Linked DNA regions of Mus musculus: all the other regions are linked to region 3. A link is a contact called in public Hi-C and HiChIP or PLAC-seq data. All regions are on one chromosome and are shown on one strand. Each heading gives the region's core, a stretch centred on a gene start, on an enhancer-like site or on the middle of the called end of the contact. The rest is flanking DNA. Distances are from core to core; before and after follow the strand shown. Region 1 has its middle 6.2 kb from the start of Gm32663. Region 2 has its middle 30 kb from the start of Gm32663. Region 3 holds the start of Mdm1 (transformed mouse 3T3 cell double minute 1). Region 4 overlaps Gm32605 (a long non-coding RNA gene).

Evidence for each region. A called contact is a pair of places that touch in the nucleus more often than the background predicts. HiChIP or PLAC-seq counts read pairs in DNA pulled down with a chosen protein or histone mark.
Region 1: a Hi-C map of the N1E-115 cell line shows a contact between it and region 3, with 5 times the contacts expected there. The contact joins the enhancer-like site here to the promoter of Mdm1 in region 3. A contact is called at or near these places in 4 of 39 promoter capture datasets (the C10 cell line, second pharyngeal arch cranial neural crest and trophoblast stem cells), 1 of 15 datasets of contacts at CTCF or cohesin (CD8 T cells), 4 of 484 Hi-C or Micro-C datasets (the N1E-115 cell line, bone marrow-derived macrophages, nephron progenitors and 1 more), 2 of 115 datasets of contacts at active chromatin or transcription factors (the SCID.adh cell line and effector CD8 T cells) and 3 of 9 other capture datasets (adipose tissue, liver and pancreatic islet).
Region 2: a contact with region 3 is called in an H3K27ac HiChIP or PLAC-seq map of the HPC-7 cell line, with 7 times the contacts expected there. The contact joins the enhancer-like site here to the promoter of Mdm1 in region 3. A contact is called at or near these places in 1 of 15 datasets of contacts at CTCF or cohesin (CD8 T cells), 2 of 484 Hi-C or Micro-C datasets (nephron progenitors and rod photoreceptor), 1 of 115 datasets of contacts at active chromatin or transcription factors (the HPC-7 cell line) and 3 of 9 other capture datasets (adipose tissue, liver and pancreatic islet).
Region 4: a contact with region 3 is called in a Hi-C map of uterus, with 6 times the contacts expected there. The contact joins the enhancer-like site here to the promoter of Mdm1 in region 3. A contact is called at or near these places in 5 of 39 promoter capture datasets (embryonic stem cells, frontonasal cranial neural crest, hematopoietic stem and progenitor cells and 2 more), 6 of 484 Hi-C or Micro-C datasets (bone marrow-derived macrophages, cerebellar granule neurons, forebrain and 3 more), 8 of 115 datasets of contacts at active chromatin or transcription factors (CD8 T cells, bone marrow-derived macrophages, effector CD8 T cells and 4 more) and 3 of 9 other capture datasets (adipose tissue, liver and pancreatic islet).

The regions. Positions count from the first base shown.
Region 1 is chr10:118,005,169-118,008,653 of GRCm38.p6, forward strand. No RefSeq gene overlaps it. Among named protein-coding and RNA genes, the nearest start is that of Gm32663, 6.2 kb to the right of the region's middle. Within about 2 kb of position 1,838, at least 55 of the 459 cell types and tissues checked have an H3K27ac peak or open chromatin away from gene starts, as enhancers often do. A contact at or near this core is called in CD8 T cells, the N1E-115 cell line, the SCID.adh cell line and 1 more, where this site is marked.
Region 2 is chr10:117,981,267-117,984,334 of GRCm38.p6, forward strand. No RefSeq gene overlaps it. Among named protein-coding and RNA genes, the nearest start is that of Gm32663, 30 kb to the right of the region's middle. Within about 2 kb of position 1,460, at least 77 of the 459 cell types and tissues checked have an H3K27ac peak or open chromatin away from gene starts, as enhancers often do. A contact at or near this core is called in CD8 T cells, the HPC-7 cell line, adipose tissue and 2 more, where this site is marked.
Region 3 is chr10:118,140,227-118,143,652 of GRCm38.p6, forward strand. Mdm1 (transformed mouse 3T3 cell double minute 1) reads left to right here and starts at 1,561. Exons shown (of 14, transcript NM_148922.3): 1 at 1,561-1,736; 2 at 2,624-2,738. The coding sequence starts at 1,719.
Region 4 is chr10:117,904,733-117,908,184 of GRCm38.p6, forward strand. It overlaps Gm32605 (a long non-coding RNA gene), which reads left to right. Exons shown (of 6, transcript XR_872076.3): 6 at 1-1,429. Among named protein-coding and RNA genes, the nearest start is that of 4933411E08Rik, 19 kb to the right of the region's middle. Within about 2 kb of position 2,014, at least 233 of the 459 cell types and tissues checked have an H3K27ac peak or open chromatin away from gene starts, as enhancers often do. A contact at or near this core is called in CD8 T cells, adipose tissue, bone marrow-derived macrophages and 10 more, where this site is marked.

The DNA of each region.
Region 1 (3,485 bases), core at 588-3,087, 130 kb before region 3:
GCTGCAAATCAGTGGTCAGGAGCTCTTCGGGCTGGTCCATGTATCCTGTCAGTCACAAGGCCTGGAGACCTATTCTTAGACTCTCAGTTCTTATAGACCTTATTAAAATGGTAATATCCTTGCTGGCATCAATCACTGACAAATTATGCACGGGAAACTTGGGCTCCGGTTTGCAGAACAAGCTTTTCTGGAGGGGATGGTTCACAGGGAAGTGCTGGGAAGTGGTAGCCATTCCTCAGGGAGTGAAAGGAATATGTAGAGTTTGAGGGGTGAGCAGGGCAGCCATTCCAAAAGGCTCCAGGAGAGGAAGCTGATGGGACCACGCTTTGTCTCTGTTGCCTGCTCCTCTGCTAGTAGGCGATGGTTGAAACTATCCGAGGTAGAACAGAGACTTGATCCCATATTCTACAGTCACGATATTAAACATTGGAGATAGTTTATGTGAAATATATCACTAAGCAAGCTTGTGTCTGTGAGAATATATGTCATACATCTAGATGGCATGGTCCACTATATCCCTAGGCGTGTGTGTGTGTATGCATGTGTTTGTATGTTGTGTATATGTATGTGTGTGTATGTATGCATGTATGTGTGTGTATATGTATGTGTATGTATGTATGTATATGTGTGTATGTATGTATGTGTGTATGTATGTATGTATGTATGTGTATATGTGTATATGTGTGCGTATATATGTGTACACACTTGTGTATATGTGTATGCATGTGTGTGTGCATGTGTGTATGTGATATTGCCTATTGCCACGGTGGGGGAAAATAGCATGAGATTAAATCAAACACACACACACACACACACACACACACACACACACACACACACACCACACTCAAGAATGACTTGGATCTCAGGCTGGTCTCAAACTTGTTCTGTAGCTGAGGTTGTCATTGAACTCCTGATCTTCCTGCTTCTGCCTCCCAAGTGCTTGGACACCAGGCATGTACTAGCATGCCCAGTGAGTCCTTTATTGATATTATCGAGTATAGTCTGTACATAGCTGTATGTGCTTTGTTTTTATACTAATAGCAGTTCAGTGAGTTTGCTTGGCCAACTTCATCATGGACATGTGTATTCTATGAAGGCCATGATGCTAAACCCCTGAAAATGTTCATCTCTATTATAATCTGTCCCACCCTGACAGAAGTATTACATGGCTGGTGCCTTGTTTGTACTAGAAACTAGAAAGAACAGGTGTTAGATGTACTAGCAAGAAAAGGAGTGTTCATTAGTGGTGAGGAAGGGAGTGCCAGGCTATTTGTAAAGCTTTGTATTTTAAAGTTGTAAATTATTTATAGGACTTTAAATATGTTGATAGAACAAATACCAATCTAATACTTTAATAGGCTATGGTGAGTAATATAGGTTCTTTTAGTGGGAGAAATTAGAATACTGTGTTAAATCATTCTTTATGGAGACACATGACTTTTACCACATTGAGGAAAAAACCCAACCTTATTGTCTTAACAGTAGCTGAAATCGAGAGTTCGTAGATGTTATAAGTGGTTCACGGAGCTGTAATGTGAGATGAGAGTAGATTTATCACTGCCTCTGATCATTGAATTTATTTCTTCTATTTATTTGGTACTTATTGTTGGTCTTCCTCGCTTATTATATTCAGATCTTAAATATTCCTCAGAGGGGCTTTCGTTAAAGGCTTGGCTGCCAGTCATACTGCTTTGGGAATATTGTTGTTATTCGTGGTCGTGGTGGTGGGACCTTTAAGAGGTGGGGACTAGCGGAAGGAAGGTATGTAGTTGGTGGTTTCTCCTTGAAGAGACTGCTGGGCCTCCAGCCTCTTCCTTTTACTCTGCTTCCTGGGCACAGGAGGCAGCAGCTGTACTCCCTGACACGGCGTCTGTCTCACTACGGTGATAGGAGAGTAGACAGTGAGGTCAACACTGGCAGAAATGTGGACCAGAAATCTTGCCTCACAGCAGACGCTATGCAAAGGACTCAGAAAGGTCCCAGCTGTGGGCAGGACACAGGCAGTGCTGGGTCTCTCACTTTCCACAGGGCAGATATTGGAGTCCTGGCAGATAGGTACCAGACTCAATTATTCACTGATCAAACTATAATCCAGAGACCATGAGTCAGCCCCTCCAAACCATGAACACACTAAGTCTTTTGTCTCTATAGGTTGATGTATTTCAGGTGTTTTATCACCAGGAAGGATCTGACGGAAGCAAGCCTGTGGTGAAGGGCGGGCCTGTTTCTCCATCCTCTACTGTCTTTCTGACGTCCCTGCACGGTGCCCAGTAAGATTGGCCTGTATTCATGGAATGAAGATTTATAATCCAGTCTCACCCATTGGCTCGAAATTACTGCCTTCCTAAATTTAACTACTAAAACGAGGTGTCTGGAAATCTTTAAAACAAAGACGAAGGCTTGATCTTGGCATGGTATTCATCATGAGTACATGTGCTGCTGGACAGTGGCTAGTGTAGCTTCATGTTTCCACATCTGTTATTTTAAAATAAATTATTCAGTGCTGCTAGATTACCTCTAAATGGTATCAATCAATTACAACTGGGGTGCTTGAGTCTTGAAGGAATAGACTTTTTTCTTTTTTTTTCTTTCACTTTTGTTTTCTTTCTTTCCATCCTTTCTTTCTGTCTCTGTCTCTCTGTCTCTCTGTCTCTCTGTCTCTTTTTCTTTCGATTAGATTGACTAAGTTCTTATCTCTTCTCCCCCAGGAAATATTAAAACGACTTGGCCTCTTGCCAGACTCTTTCCCTCCCACCTCTATAGAAGATTTAATTAGTGTGCACATTATTTGGGTTGCTCATTCCATTACTGCTGGGCAGGGGGCAGAGGAAGGCCCTTGAATAAGGAAAGTGAGGTAAAGCCCCACCCCCATCCTCAGAGAAGTGAAGTCTCCTGTCCCAGCTTTTCCTGGCAGTGAATAAAGGCTCCTAGGGGATGCTGAAGGCTTGCGTTTCTGTAGAAGTCCCTGCCAGGGCTTTCCATACCGAAATGAACCATTGTTGCCTGTGTCAGGTTTGCTCTTCATTTGCGTGGTGTATTTCTTCTGCGTCGGGGGTGTTACGGAAGCCCTAACCTACTGTGTTCATTGTCACAGATTTAAACGTTGGGTTTTCTGCAAGGCCACAAAAAAATGCTGTTTAAAGACATTAATGGGTAATTAGCATCTTGGGTTGCTGCAACATTTGGTTCTAGGACACATCTTAAAGATTATTAAGAGAAAAAGATTTGCTTTTAAAACTGGATTTGAGCCGGGCATGGTGGTGCACACCTTTAATCTCAGCACTTGGGAGTCAGAGGCAGGCGGATTTCTGAGTTCGAGACCAGCCTGGTCTACAAAGTGAGTTCCAGGACAGCCAGGGCTATACAGAGAAACCCTGTCTCAAAAAACCAAACAAACAAAAAACCAAAACAACAACAAAAAAATGGATTTGATCAGTGCATGCATAGAAATATCACACCAGACATCCATCCATCCATACATC
Region 2 (3,068 bases), core at 210-2,709, 160 kb before region 3:
GGGACAGCTGGCAGTCATAGAATCTTGCTTAGTACAAAAAACAAAAATCCCCAAAACCCATCACACCGTAAAAATTAAGGCAGATGCACGACCCAAGGCTGACCAGCTGCATTAAATATAAAGTATAAATGGATGGTCCCAGGTCTTTCAAAGCTATAGTATCCCATGGCAGGTAATGGGTTTGTCTCCATTAAGCAAATCAAACAAACCAGAACCCACAGAATGGATGTTAAAGGGTCCGGACTGGCCCCACCTCCTGAACGCCTTTGTGTAAAAGGTGGTTTCACAACATTAAGGTGAGGTTGGTGAGGCGGTCAGGAGCAGTGGTGGCAAGCTGGGGTTGAGGTCACAGGGGAGAGCTGCTGGGGGAGGGGCAGCAGGAACCAAGGCTGTGCGCATCTAACAGTTCCGGTGGTCCCTCACATCCCTGGCTCATCTTCTGGGCTACAGTCTCATCCTGTAAGGCAGTCTGCCGAGTTGTTAGAATCGGGTCCTGGGAGACAAATCCCCCGCTCTGCCTGGGGCCTTTTCCTTCTTCTGCCTCGAGATTCCTAGGGACTCTTTCATTTTTATTTCTTCTTAGGATCCATCGTTTCAACAGTCTGATGGATTAAGCCACACAAACGTCTCTTTAGACCAGTGGTTCTCAACCTTCCCAATGCTCCCGCCCTTGAATACAATTTCTCATGTTGTGGTGAGGAATAAAATTATTTTTGTTGCTACTTCATAACTGCAATTTTGCTACTGTGATGAATCATAATGTAAGTATCTGATTTTTTTCTGATGGTCTTAGGCGACCCTTGTGAAAAGGTTATTTGACCACTAAAGGGCTCGTGACCTACAGGTTGAGAACCACTGCTTTAGACCCTCTTCATTTCTGTTAGGCTGGCTTCCGATAGTTTATTCTTCTTTAGAGTGGAGAAGAGAAATGACAAAAGAAGAGAAAAAGAACAAAAAAGGAGAAAGGAACAAAACTCCAAGACACGACAGCGTGTGTGTTGGGGGACAGGCGCTGAAAAGCTAAAATGGCCAGCAGGTGTATATGAATATAAACGATTTGTTTGTTTTAAAACTCACTGTAAAGAGAGTGGCGATGGAGACGATGGCAAGAGGCACAAAAATAAACAGCAGTAATTTAAAAAGAGGATAACCACAGGAATAAAAATATGAGGTGAATTTGGCAAAGGACCCAGCTAACTTTAGGGCCAGTTCCTTCAAACGCTTGTTTTTACAGGGTGGTAGGACTTTAAATCTCTCAGAACCTAATGAGACCCTAGACACTCGTGTCTTAAATACACACAAGCACATATTTTGTTGGTGTGCATTTTCCTGTGGAAGGAGCCGAGACTCAGATGTGTTCTTGGCTGTCGCTGCAAGGACAGTTTCTAGGACATTTTATTTGGCTGTTCAAGCTCAGGCGAATTGTCAGCAAATAGAGATTGGTCTGCAGAAATAACGTGGCTTCCTGGAACGTCAGGGGAAGGAAATGGGTGGTTTCTTTAATTACTATAGCGTTTCCTTGTGTCTGTGTTATAACTAAAATAGATGTTTGGCTAATGTCCCAAGGAGGAAAGGTGAATCTGGGAAATGAATGGACCCAGAAGCTATGTATAGCTGTGTTCTTGGTTAAGACAGCATGGCTCTTTGTCTGCAGTATCCTGACTACATCGAGGTGGACTGAAATCTGTTCCCTGATAGGCAGTCCGTTGAAATCCAAGGGCTTTACTATTTACATATGGAGAGCTAATGACTTTAATGTAGGCAAAAGAGCTTATTTACAAGGAAGCTGTGGCTGAGGCTGGCAGGAAGAGTGTTGCTAGGCCCTTAATTAATTGATTTGCTAATTATTCTTTTCTGCTGGGTGTTGAAGTACTTTTCCTAATGAGCAGCAGAAGCAGGAACTCTGTGGAGAGCAGCTTTAGCACAATCGTGAGCAGGGGTCTCTGGGACGGTGTTTAAGGGGCTTTTGGTTCCTTCGATGATGAAATCCTGCACTTCATAAAATAGAGGACCAAACATCTCCCTATATCCGGGTTTATTTATCAGTTTATGTGACTTAACTCAAATCTGCACATTTACTAAAATTGACACTAAATTAGATAGCGTTCGAGTTTAAACCAAACCAAACCAAACCAAAACATTTCCGCTGAAAGGGTGGGACGGGAGTAAAGAGGCGGCTTCTTGGTCAAGAGTATTTCCTCCTCTTCAGAGGACCCAAGTTGGCTTCCCAGAGCCCTTGTCAGTCAGCTTTCAACTTCCTGTAACTCCAGCTCCAGGGTATCTGCTATGCTTCTGGTCTCCAAGGACACCTGCACACATTGCATGAACGCATGCTCACACACACACACACACAAACACACACACACACACACACACACACACACACGCTTACAGTACACACTCACACACACTCACATACACATTCACATTTACACACATGTATTCACACACACACTCACATACACTCACACGTACACACATTCACACACATACTCACACACACACTCACATATACTCACACATACACACATTCACACACACTCTTACACACATTCAAACACACACTTTCACACATACACACACATTCTCACAACACACAAAACACATTCACGTGCACACTCACATTCACACACTCACACACACATACATTCACTCTCACACACAACACAATCTCACACACATTCAAACACACACACAACACACTCTCACCTTCTCACAGACATTCACACTTTCACACAATTTACACACACACACACACACACACACACACACACACATTCACACATTTAAATGGGGGTGAAAATAAAAATAAATCTTAAAAAAATAAGATGACTGCAGTGTCTGGTTTTGTTTTTGTTTTTTTTTTTTTGGTTTGTTTGCTTTTTTTGTTTTTTGTTTTTTTGACTTCTTAAAGACACCAGTGACATGGGACAGAGGGGATGAAACAAGTCTCCGAGTTCCTCTGTGAATTTGACTCTCTGGCCCACACATACAGAACCCCAGTGTGGTAAGCCCAGCACTGGGGATGGACACAGGGGGATCCCTGGGTCACATTAGTCGCCCAGATT
Region 3 (3,426 bases), core at 311-2,810:
GGTGTCACCAAGTCATCTTTACCAACGGCCACATGCGTTTCTTGTCATTGATTCCCTGCCCAGCAGAGCTTTATCCCAATCGCCTTTGTTCCTTTTTAAGCAGACAGGCTATGTTCTTCTACCTACTTCCCCTGAGACTGTGTGGTGACAAAGCTTTGTGTACAATCAGAACCGGCTCTGTCCTATCCTGTAAGGTCCTGGCTGGCTTCCTGCAGGGGGTTTCATTTCATGTTCCACTGTGTCTTGCCTGTGTCATTTTTAATTCACAGGACTGGGGTTCTGTCCTCACCGATTAACATTAACGAAAGGTCTCCTGGATGCATGGCAGCACAGGGTCTTATTTAATATTCTCTCTGTTTTAGATATCAGGTGGCTTCTTCAAATGAATTTTTAAATTATCTCCATGATAATGAAGAAGATCGGAGACATCAATTAGGAGCCAAGAAGAGGAGTCTGCAGGAAGCACTTGAAGGGACTGGGAAGGGTTGATGGGAACATCCCAACACAGGACAAAGGTAAATTCATTATTCCTAGAAGAACCCCGGCAACCTTCTCTCCAGACATATGTCTGCCTTGATCATCTTATCTTCCTCTTCTTGCAGTTGTAATTTTCAAGGCCAAGTCTGAAAATTACCCCTGAGCCTCTTCTAATCATCTCTACCCTCAGGGACCACTCTGCTTCAAACTTCCCATTCATGCCTCTCACTTGGAAAGCGAGCCCAGGACATAGTATATTATGATCGACTAAATAATGTATTTAGCATGTCTGGGTAATTTTTTTTCTGGACTTTCAGAATTAGCAGTGTTTCACGATGGGCAATAACCTATAAAAGTCAAATGGAATTTTATTTTTATTTATTCTTTCAAGACCGAGTTTTTCTGTGTAGCCCGATACTGGAACTCACTCTGTAGACCAGGCAGAGATCTCCCTGGCTCTGCCTGCCCAATGTTGGGACTGGTGGTGCATGCCTTTAATCCCAGCACTATGGAGACAGAGCCAGGTAGATATCTTTGAGTTCCAGGCCAGCCTGGTGTACAGAGGGAATTTTATTTTTAAAAAGGATGAGTTGGCTTTGCGGTCTTAATAAACTTTACTTGAATCATCCTAGGTCGTATGTATTTTTGGACCTATCCTTTTTGACCCAAGGCTCGTGTAACGCTTCTCTCCTTAGCAACTTCTTTTCAGCCGGGTACTCTAGGGGCAATTTCCTTTATGGACAAAGAGACTGTGGGTTCTGTCGTGCATTCTGGAATGCCAGGCACACTTTCACGTTCTGTGATGTCAGGGAGCTGGAACCAGTGAGGTAGGCTCTTGCCGAGCCCGGCCACACTACACAGACAGGCTGCGGTGCGCGCACTGCGGGGACTCTGCCTGCAGCCTCCTGAACAAAGCTCCCGCGGGCTCCGCCCACCGCAGCTCCGGTATCCTCATTGGCCAGCTCTTCGCCCGCCATTAGGGAGCGGGGCCGTGCCCTTACGAGTGCTGGTTGGTCTAATCGTAATGACGGTGAGGGCTGCCATTGGTCTTTAGGCCTCAAAATGGGCGGAGCAAGGCCGAGAGGCGGGGCGGGAGGGCGGCGCGGAGTGCGCCGGCGCGTCGTCGGGGACGCCGGGTCCAGGATCTTGCTAGGGAACCAGTGTTGTCGCGTCGTCCCGCCCCCTCGGGGCTTTTGCTCCCGTTAACTGTCGGCGGGGCAGGCTCCGCAGCGCAGGGCGACATGCCGGTGCGCTTCAAGGTGAGGCCGGGGGCTGGGCGGCGGGTGGCGGGGACGCCGCGGGGTGGGTGCGTGACGCGCCTGTGCCGTACCGAGCCTCCTGGCCGGAGCCTGTGCGGGGCGGAGGATGCTCCGGCCGGTGGCCCAGCGCGGAGGGGCGGGTGGGGAGAGTTCGATGGGGGCCTGACGGCGTCAGTCTGGGGTCGCCAGGAGCGGAGGCGGAAGGAGGGCCCTTGACAGTGGGACGAAAGGCTGCTGTCGGTGTAGGACACCTGTGGTTCCTCTTGCCGATAGCATTCAGCTCCTTTCCTGCAAAACTTTAAAGCGCGCGGGTCTTTTAAACGCTTGGGAAGCGGGCCCCAGTAAAAGGAGAGCGTGGGTAGGTGTGCAGCCTGCTAGTTGCACGTTTGCTTTAGGTTTTGCTCACAGTTCCAGATAGCTGTCTGTGTCTAACGCCTTTCCACGCAACAGGTGGCCACAGTGTTTCTGTAATCCCGGACTCTTTAATTCTAAAGTGCTTGCCAGACAGAGTGGGAGGGGAACACGTCTTTCTCTAATTGCCTTTTATTAAAAGCCATAACATTATGCACTCGATGAATTTAGGATAAACCTCTAGTGAGGACTTAGGTTTGTTACCACACTTTGGAATCAGAGAACCAGTTATAGCGCAGCCTCATTGAGGGACTCCGGCTTGTCTGGCTCGGGTGGTTGTGAGGATTAAGGGGCTACTTAGCCCAGGGCTGGGTAAATATTAGCTATTATTAAGGAGCTTGACTGGGGTTTAATTCTCATTCTTGGGCCTTTCAAGAACACTCTTCAGAGGTTGAGGTTTTTTTGTTTTTGTTTTTCTTTCTGATGCTAAAACACCTCTTCACTACACTGTGCTCAAATTGCACTTTTCATTATAGGGGCTGAGTGAATACCAGAGAAACTTCCTGTGGAAAAAGTCCTATTTGTCAGAGTCTTATAATCCCTCAGTGGGACAAAAGTACTCATGGGCAGGACTTAGATCGGATCAGTTGGGTAAGTTGAGCAAACCAATAGCTATCATAACTTGAATAAACCTTGGGTTCTGTTTACAAAACAATTAAAATCTACCTGTGTTGGCCTCATGTATAATTGGCAAATATTTATTGATGCTATACTGCGATCCCAGAGTCCCTTATGTACAAACAAACAAAAACAAACAAACAAACAAAAAACACAAAGAAACTCATCAAATCGAGTTGTATATAAAATAGCATGATATCAAAAAAAGTTGAATAGTAAAACTGAAGGGGAAACGCCTGAGATTGGTTGTTCTGAAAGAGGCTTTTCTGGAAATGTTTGAGCGGAGAGGAGCAAGCCTGAGGGTGAGGACTTTCAAAGACTTGAAGAATGGAAGGGTAGGTAACAGAGGCATGGCTGGAACTTGCTGGTTTTGGTCAGTGCCATGAGTTCAGAAATCATGTTCTTCCTCTTACATAGGCTTCGTCTCCTGACCTCAGAGAATTTGAGCCCTCGGGCCAAGGTTTCCTACTGCACATTGAAAGAGTGGACTGACTGTTCTATCTACTGTTTCTCTCTCACCAGCTAGGATATTGGAGAGTAGGCCTCTGTCTCCTTGTTTGTCAGTGGAGGCGCAAGGCTTTGAGACACCCTACTTTAACTTATTTTTATTTTTTATTAATGCAAGTATACCTGTGTATATCATGTATGCATGCAGAGGCCA
Region 4 (3,452 bases), core at 764-3,263, 240 kb before region 3:
TTTACTAAGTTGAATTGCTTTGAAAATAGTACAGTCAGGACTAGGGTTGTAGCTCAGTGGTAGACAGGTTTAAGAAAAGGAGTTCAGCTGGGCCCTGGTGGCTTATGCCTTTGATCCCTGCTTGGGTGGCTGAGGCAGGCTGGTCTCTTGAATTTGAGGCTAGCCTAGGCTACAAAGCAAGTTCCAGGGCAGCCTGGGTTACATAGAGTAACCCTGTCTCAAACAAAACAACCAAAATCAAGCCAAACCAACCAAATAATAATAATAATAATAAAAACCCCAACAACCTGAGTTTGTGGTCATCATCAACACCAACACCAACACGGTGCATTGTTTTTCAGTGGTACAAGCTGATACTGACTGTAGAAGACTGCAGAAGTTATTTAGGTTTGGCAGACCGTCCCTTTGGAAGAGCATTTCCTTTTGTGGAGACAGCAGAACTGACTGTGTTATTAAAACCCACTGTGATGATAAAACACAATGAATCAGAGAAATTAATAGCCGAGTTAGGCTTGACCATGGACACATAGGACACATGAACTCATTCTAAGGGAAGCTGTAATAATTATGTATAAATATCTGAATAATAACCACACTCCCCAAATTATGTGGAAATTATACCCCTTTCAAGAAACAGTTCACATAGCCATTATCAACTGAGCCAGCATGTAGTGGTGGGGACATAATATCTCCACAAAACATTTCCAGAAAGAGAGAGAGAGAGAGAGAGAGAGAGAGAGAGAGAGAGAGAGAGGCAACTTTCCTTTATTCACATTCAGTTGTGAAATTCATTATATCACAGAAATAAAATACCTCAGAGGCACTGGCTCCTGCTCGCTCAGTAAACTAATCTATATTTAGATGCAATTTAGTGGCTTCCAGATAGATGTATTTCCTTCAGAAAAGGACTTCTCACAGTCCATCCTAAGTGACAGGGCAGTGGCTGTTTCTAAGGAAAATTCAAGGAATTTGTGATGTCATCTCGGGTGTGCCAATCCCTCAATTAAGAGAGGACCAGAGGACTTGGTGATCCCCGCACAAACGAAGGGCGTGCATCCTCTGCGTCTCCTCGCGCTGGGTCGCAGTTCGCAGTTCGCTGCGACCACAGTGGGTGTCTAGAAAGTAAAAGGGAGTGTTCTGTTTTATGTAACTTGACTTTGGAAGCTCTGATGACAAGTAACTCCTCTCTAAAGCTCCACTTAGGAACCAGCGCTGAAAACCAGCTGTTAGCCGTCCGCCCCCGCCCCTCCCCCGCGCCGGGCACTTCTGCCTGTGGGTTCCCCCTTTGTTTTTAAATGATTTTATTTTTGGTAAGAGTTAGGCTTCCCGAGCTCTAAAATACATGGAAACCTCCTGCTGTCTATTCGAACGTTGGACGCTCTAACATTTAAAAAAGAAAATCGTGATTAAATTGGTGCATCGTACGTGATAAGGCCGAGGAATGTTTTCTTATTAAAGTTGGCACCAGAATCCTTCTCAGAATGGGAAATGTATTTACTTTGAAAAATACCCCGAGAGTTTGGAGAGCAGAAGAGAGCTCCTGAGGGTTTGGGGTGTGGGCGGAATGTTTCTGAGACAAAGGCAGCGATTTGGCAGGAACTTCAAGCGCGTGGGGCTGGGGAGGAGGAGAGGGCTGAGCCAATGGGAGGACCAGCCTGCCCGCAGCCCCTCAGTCCCACTGTGGTCCTCCACCCTCCTGTGACCCAACTCCCAAAGTATTCGGTGCAAGTCAGTTGTTTTGCTGTTGTTAGAGAGCCTAGGGCAGGCCTGTGGATCAGCCGAGTGGATCTGAGGTGAGACGGGTGGACCAGAGTAGAGGCTGGAGACTGCCCCAGGATGAGGGACAGATCAGAGAGGGTGGGGTCCTAGATCCGAATTTCAGGGCTTTCTGAAACAGATGGGGCTGGAGAGGTTCTTGGTTAAAGCATCCACTTTCTGGACAGAGTCACTCAGGGCTGTGTGTGGGTGGGAAGCTTCCTGGTATAGTCACATGTTGCCTGACTGGAGGGACGTGGAAAGGACTCCACAAACACCAGACGTCATAGCTGTTTTTACAATCTTTGAAGTTGGTTAGACTCCAGTATGTTAATGTCAGTCAGAAGGCGGTTGGTAGGAAAGGAGTCTTTAGCGGGGTAAGGAAAGGACTTTAAGATTCTAAATCTACGTCTTGTAAACACCCAAGGATATCCAATTTTCAAAACGAGTTGAAAATCTTTGAGAATGAGGTATAACTGCCAAGTCCAAACGACACCTAATATTTATTTCCCAAAGGATTCTTGACAATCAGGGACGCTAGGGTGAAAGAGAGGGTGAGTCCACATACTAGACTTTTCAGGTATGTGTATCTACGCTAGGACCAAATCTGGTGATGGGATATATGTATATGTATACACACACATATATGTATGTGTATTCATATGTGTGTATATATATGCATATATATATATAATGTGGGTGTGGTGTGTGTGTGTATATATATATACATACATACATACATACATATATATATATATATATATATATATATATATATACATACATACATATCACAAAATCCAAAAGATCCAAAAGGGAAATCTTTTTTATTTCTGGAACTTTTCTTTTCAATTTGCCAGTGTTACTGGATTTTTTTCTCATATAATATGTACAGTCTAAAATTAATAATTTAATACGTATAAAAATCTGACTGTATAAAGCAAGACTCCCGCTAGGCATAGTAGTTCACACATAATCCTTGGGAGGCAGAGGCAGGAGAATCAGGAGTTGAAGGTCATTACAGTCTACACAGACTATTCAAAGGCTAACCTGATCTATATATTAAAAATAATTAATTAGTGAAATCCAGGCTCTTATAATAAAGTAGACAAATAGCATCATTAAAAAAAAGCCAATAAGGTGTAAAATAGAAAATAAATCCCACAGCCCTAAAACAATGGATTTGTAGTCATCCTAAAATACTAAAATACCTTCTTTAATTATCCAAAGTCTGGCACAAAAAAAATTCTTTATTTTTGTTTTTTTCGAGACAGGGTTTCTCTGTGTAGCCCTGGCTGTCCTGGCACTCAATTTGTAAACCAGGCTGGCCTCGAACTCAGAAATCTGCCTGCCTCTGCCTCCCATGTGCTGGGATTAAAGGCATGCGCCACCACGCCCGGCCCCAATTTTTTTTTTATTTGTTCTTGTTTTACATGCATTTATCCGTACATTCTCTGCTCATAGTAATATTCTCAGGTAAGTGAAATTTTGCTAAGGCATATCAGTAGGTGTAACTACCTAGCTGACCTCTTTCTCAAATTGGGAAGTCAAGTCATCGAGTTAATAACCCATTAATACAACCTGACAGTGCTATTAACCTAAGACAAGCATCGAACGTCAAAACATCCCTCCGTCCGTATTAGAACTGAGCTCTGGCGGGGCATCATTTAATTGAATCTCTAGATTCACTCTGAATG